Regions from separate parts of the Macaca fascicularis genome. Here region 1 is linked to region 2. A link is a contact called in public Hi-C data. All regions are on one chromosome and are shown on one strand. Each heading gives the region's core, a stretch centred on a gene start, on an enhancer-like site or on the middle of the called end of the contact. The rest is flanking DNA. Distances are from core to core; before and after follow the strand shown. Region 1 holds the start of LOC102129056 (dol-P-Glc:Glc(2)Man(9)GlcNAc(2)-PP-Dol alpha-1,2-glucosyltransferase). Region 2 holds the start of YARS2 (tyrosyl-tRNA synthetase 2).

The links. Hi-C and Micro-C count contacts between places; a contact is called where the count stands out from the background.
Region 1: a Hi-C map of liver shows a contact between it and region 2, with 4 times the contacts expected there. The contact joins the promoter of LOC102129056 here to the promoter of YARS2 in region 2. A contact is called at or near these places in 2 of 2 Hi-C or Micro-C datasets (liver and skeletal muscle).

What each region holds. Positions count from the first base shown.
Region 1 is chr11:36,702,884-36,705,961 of T2T-MFA8v1.1, reverse strand. It overlaps LOC102129056 (dol-P-Glc:Glc(2)Man(9)GlcNAc(2)-PP-Dol alpha-1,2-glucosyltransferase), which reads right to left and starts at 1,591. Exons shown (of 3, transcript XM_065524019.2): 1 at 1,282-1,591; 2 at 1-87. The coding sequence starts at 1,452.
Region 2 is chr11:35,352,970-35,355,782 of T2T-MFA8v1.1, reverse strand. It overlaps YARS2 (tyrosyl-tRNA synthetase 2), which reads left to right and starts at 1,379. Exons shown (of 5, transcript XM_045365006.2): 1 at 1,379-2,180. The coding sequence starts at 1,402.

The DNA.
Region 1 (3,078 bases), core at 342-2,841, 1.3 Mb before region 2:
GGACCATCCAAAGATCCAAATGGCAGGTTTGACCACTCCAACTGACACCAGGTACAAGCCAGGTAATGTAGTAATCATGGGATCCCACTTTAAAATGAAAGGAAATGAAGTAAAAGCAAGAGGTAATACGAACAAGACAGACACAAACATGTCAAGCCTACGTCTCATCTCTAGCAACAATCAGAAATGTTGAGAAGTTATTCTGACAAGATTAAGTAAGTCCTTGGCAAAACAGGATTCGTTTTTCTTATATTTTGCCCCCGGACCAGCTTAGTGATTGTTCAGATAGCAGCAACCAACAGAAAACAACAACTTAAAATCTATTTCTATTTTCCAAGAAATGTTCTTTAAAAAGTCTTTATTTTGGTAAATAAGCTGCAAATGCTCCAGTTTTTAAAAGCATGGAAACACTGGTTGGGACTCTAAGTTTAGGAAAACATTTGGTCCACAGGCTCCATGATGACAGCTAACATAAACGGAGACAGAAATTGTGCCAAACCCTCTGTATTAACGTTACAATATGCCTTATAGTAAAGATTACTGTTATTTTGCAGATAGGTAACCTGAATTTCTGAAACTCAGAACATCTCCAAGATCACAAAAGTAGTAAATCACAGCACCATGATTTAAGATCAGATCTTTCTCTAAAACAGACTTTATATTTCTAGCCAGTACCCTATATTGTGTCACCAGAAAAGCAGGCGATGTTTATTTTGATATTTATATGTACATACTTGCACAGTCAAATATATATTCAAAAATGATGTGACTGGACTGGTTGCCAGTTTATCCAGTTAACAGATAGTTCACTAAAAATACTCAGGGAAGGAATTTCTGATTATAAATGGTCACTTTTTGGTAGCTGAAGATCCCTCCAGTCCATACTATCCCACCCCTAAAATGTATAGTGAGGTGCTTGACAGGTGAGCTAAAGGTAAGTTTTCTGGTATTTCCAAGGAGCACCGCAATACCTTTACTCCCGAGACAAGGAAAGACAAAGTGGGATAGACATCGTCAGCTGCCAACAGGAGCGCTCAGTTCCCCATTAAGTATTCTCCCAGATCATTCCCTCCTGGGAGACAGATCTACTGTTTATTCATTCATTTAATAAATATTTCACAGATCTCAGAGACAGGAACAAAATTCTATACCCAGTTTCTTTCATGTTCTGGGGCTAGTGGGGTGGAACGGGACGAGTTAAGTCTAAGGATGGGAGAAGGAGCTGGGGACGCTGGGACCTCTCAGGCCTCTCCTGGGGTGGGGACAGGTTGGAGACCCCACCTGGGAAAGGGAGAAATGGCCCTCACAGTAGCGTTGCGCCTGAGGCAGGTGGAAGATCTCATCCATGTAGGGCTCTCGCAGCGCCCGGCTGAAGGCGGAGAAGAGGAGGCAAGACACTAAAAAGGTACAGCTCAAGGCAGCCGAGAAATAGTAACCCTCTAGCTGCGCCATTCCCGCTCCCACAGCCTCTGCCGAAGAACCCACTCCTGGAAACTTCTGAGCCCGGAAACCCGAGCTGGAAACTTGGGCTCGAAATGGGCGCGCTAGACGTGACTAGCCAGACGGGGCCACATACCGGAAGGCAAAGGATGCTGGGAAAGCGCGGATCCGGAAAGATCGGGTCGCTGTTTCCCGGAGTGACGGGTTTAGATAACGGACCGGATGATTACCCTGTCAATCACATTGCCCGGGCGCACAGAGTGTTAAAACTTCCGGAAAGGGCGGGTCTCGGAATTTGCCTAAGCGGGGGGTGCGTGACTTGCTGCTTTGGAAAAAAAAAAAAAAGCCGATTCTCAGCTTGGATCTTTTTTCCTGCTCATTTCCATCACTTACCAGAAGGTGGCGACGTTTCCCCACGTCTCCAATTCCAAGCCCTAAAATTTACACATTTTTCCCCCGTTACTTCTGTTCTTTTTATTAAACCCTCAATTCCACGACTTTTCATTCCATCAACTTTGGAGTGTAGGAAGGGGGCGTTGGTTGTGATAGCAAAGACTGAGACTTTCAGATGAAAACTTGAAGAACCAGAGACCCGTCAATGCCGAATGAACTTAAGTGAGAGGAGTGTTTGTTCGTTTGTTTGTTTAGGTTAAAAGAGAACTCTTTCAAAATGTGGATGCCCTCACAGGATTTAGTTAAACTGACATTCCTAAGGCACTCTCATAGCCATATCTCAGTACCCTGTGGGATTTGGGAAAAAAAAAAAAAAATATATATATATATATATATATATATTTAGAATTTGGGATGTTTTAGAATTCTCTGTGCCTGTAATATCTGTAAGGCAGTGTTCTGTTTTTCCTACTAAATCATAAGCGTGAACATCTTAGTGGGATTATACATCCTTTACGTTTGTAGTCCCCCAATGGCTTTCACACAGTAGGCACTTCAATTTGTGGACTTTTATAGGCTATATAGACATCATCAAATTCCTGTATTCTGGGATTAAGAGTTGGGAACAGGAGATGAGGTAAATAATTTGAAGAATGCCAAAGATAAATTATGTGTTGTAATTTTGTCTTGAGCATGGTTGGCCATGTTTTGCAGAAAAACTGTCTCTCAGGTAACCTCAGTCACGTTGCCTTTGGCAGGAATATATCAGAATTGAGTCAGGATTTAAGGTTGCTAACCTCAGAGTTCTCAATTGAGCTCTTTTTCTGGGTCAAAACTAATTCAGTCTTTCTGAACTTAAGAAAGTTTCTTAAATTAAGCTGACTGCCTTTCCATTCTGTCTCTGCCTGTTTCCTCAATGATAAGAGGAGGTAGTGGTGAATGAGGGCTAGGATGGGAACATTTACATTACTGGAATAAAATCATGTCAGGATCCTACTCTGATGTGATGCTTAGCTTTGTTTTAACCATTATCTCCCATTTTATTATTGAGTCCATGCTGTACTTACTGTTGAAGTCACTTGTAACACATCTCCAGATGATTCGGTCTTCAAGAGGTTGATGTGATCTACAAGTAATTAGCCCCTGACCTGTTGACCTGCTAAATCGTGTTATATATACACTCTGCAGCTTACTGACCCACCCTAGAAAAGTGGGTAGTTTTTAAAGGGAGTATAACAAGACTAG
Region 2 (2,813 bases), core at 130-2,629:
TTATGCAGTTCGGAGTATGTTTAATAGTCTATTGAATGAGTATCTCAAAATCCTATTGAAGTTACTATCTGGCAATGAGAAACTAATTCACTGATAGTTATACATGCAAAGAAACTAATTATTAAAATAAGTTTTCATTTTGTTAGATGACTTTATAACGTTAAAAAATGGAAAAGTCCTGTAGGGAATGATTTGGAACATGGCCCAGACTCCAGCCCCAGGACCAAGGCACTCAATCCCCCAGCTGCTGGGAGTGTTGGTTGCTTATGGCTCACAGCTGGTTCCTTTCTGCACCTCTCCCTCTCCAAAAGCCTTACCCAGCAGCGTTTTGCTTCCTCCCCAGAAACATCCCACATTTAATGAGCAGTCAGTAAGAGGGTCTAAAGGTCTGCCCTGTGGCCTCAATTCAGGATGACTCTGAAAGGAAATCCCGGCTCCAGAGCCCCTACTGGATTGCCTGAGGCCTCTATTACAAATTGTTCACAGTTCAACCTCTTTCTCCCTCCGCCCAACCCGGCCTCCCTCACTCCATTATACGTGTTGTTCTTAAGAGCACACTCCAGTAACCCTCCTGCAAACCAGTCTCCCCCCAACTCAGAGTCCAGGGGTTTTGAAAGCGGTCCTAGAAATCAGGCTCTAACGTGGGATTTTGAAGCTAGATTACCTGCCAGCCAGTTGCCAGTAAGCACCTCATCCCTGGTGAGTATTCAGAGCACTTGTCAAGCTGCACGATGTGAATACTAATTTGAATCCACTCATGCTAAGCTGTGTCCCAACCTAGTTAACTGTATTTAAAATAAATAAATAAACCACAGGACTTGATACATGTACTTTATTGCACTGAGTTTTTCTTGCTATAGCTTGGACAAGACTGCCACCTCCTGGAAGAGCTGATGAATACTGGAGACTGAGGTGCAATTGGGGAATCGGTACTATGAAATTGCCTGCGTCTCAGCAGCAACTCTCTCTCCGAGATGTTAAACCAACTCCTAACCTTTCTCAACCTCTGTGAGCAGCTTTTTGCACGGAACCAAGACTTCAAAGAACTTGCGCATCACAATCTTTTTACGTGAAAATTTAAATACAAGTTAACATTTGTGAAGCGTTATGTGCCAAATGCTTTAATTCTTAAGGTTCACAACAGTCTTATGAGGTAGGAACTATCAAGCAGATCCACACTGCGAATGGGGAAATTAAGTTTCAGGGAACTTAAAGCGACGGCTCTAAGGCGGAATCGCCACTTGGAGTCGGAACTCAACTGCTGAGAGCGCAAGCTCCGTAACTACGTAACCGCCTTGGGCATGCGCAGAAAAACACTGACGTACCTTCCCTAGGCGCGGCAAGCAGGTGGGTGTGGCGGGGCCTCTGCAATCCCAGCATTCCCTTCGTGCCGCCATCAATATGGCGGCGCCCATCTTTCGGTCCTTTTCCTGGGGCCGCTGGTCTGGTACCCTAAATCTCTCAGTTTTCTTGCCCTTGGGGCTGCGTAAGGCCCACTCGGGCCCTCAGGGGTTACTGGCAGCGCAGAAGGCTCGAGGACTGTTCAAGGACTTCTTCCCGGAGACGGGGACGAAAATAGAACTCCCAGAGCTCTTCGACCGTGGCACGGCGAGTTTTCCCCAAACCATTTACTGTGGCTTCGACCCCACGGCAGACTCGCTTCATGTGGGCCATCTTCTTGCGCTGCTGGGCCTGTTTCATTTGCAGCGAGCGGGCCACAACGTGATCGCGCTGGTGGGAGGCGCCACGGCGCGCCTGGGAGACCCGAGCGGCCGTACCAAGGAACGCGAGGCGCTGGAGACAGAGCGCGTGCGAGCCAACGCGCGCGCCCTGCGCCTAGGGCTTGAGGCTCTGGCGGCTAATCACCAGCAGCTTTTCACTGATGGGCGCTCCTGGGGCAGCTTCACTGTGCTGGACAACTCGGCCTGGTACCAGAAGCAGCACCTGGTGGACTTTCTGGCGGCAGTTGGGGGTCACTTCCGCATGGGGACGCTGCTGAGCCGGCAGAGCGTGCAGCTGCGGCTCAAGAGCGCGGAAGGCATGAGCTTGGCCGAATTCTTTTACCAGGTGCTCCAGGCCTATGACTTCTATTACCTCTTCCAGCGTTATGGATGCAGGGTCCAGCTGGGCGGATCTGATCAACTAGGCAACATTATGTCCGGATATGAGTTCATCAACAAGTAAGTGCCTTTAGACCCTGGGGAAATCCTGGGACCAAATAATTTACACACTAGTAGCCTGTGATTTACTCTTAGGATTGTAGGTTGCTGCCCTTCGTTCCAGCTCTTGTTGGTTTTATCCCCATTAAGGCTCTATAATGGCGTTAATAACACTGGCTAATAAGAACTAAAGGGCTGAATTAAGGGTATTAAGAGTAAACGGTGTATTCTAAAAATTAGCTGGGCGTGGTGATGCACGCCTGTAATCCCAGCTCTTCTGGAGGCTGAGGCAGGAGAATGGCTTGAACTCGGGAGGCGAAGGTTAGCAGTGAGCCGAGATAGCGCCACAGCACTCCAGCCTGGGCAACAGAGGGAGACTCCATCTAAAAAAAAAAAAAAAAAGGAAACCGTGTATTCTAGAGCTCTGCAGGAAACAGACCACTAGTGAAGATTTGGTCGGCCTGTTTTGGTTCCCCTAAGTCGTCCTTTCTAATTAGAGAAACTGCTTTTGTGTGTTTATACTAGAACATGACTGGACCTCCTTGAGTAGCTAGCCTCTGCTTTAGCTCTGCACCCTAATTGTTAGTCCTTGGTTGGTATCTCAAAAAGTTTTTTCAACTCCAAATAACTGACAAGTAATGCGGGTCTAATAGC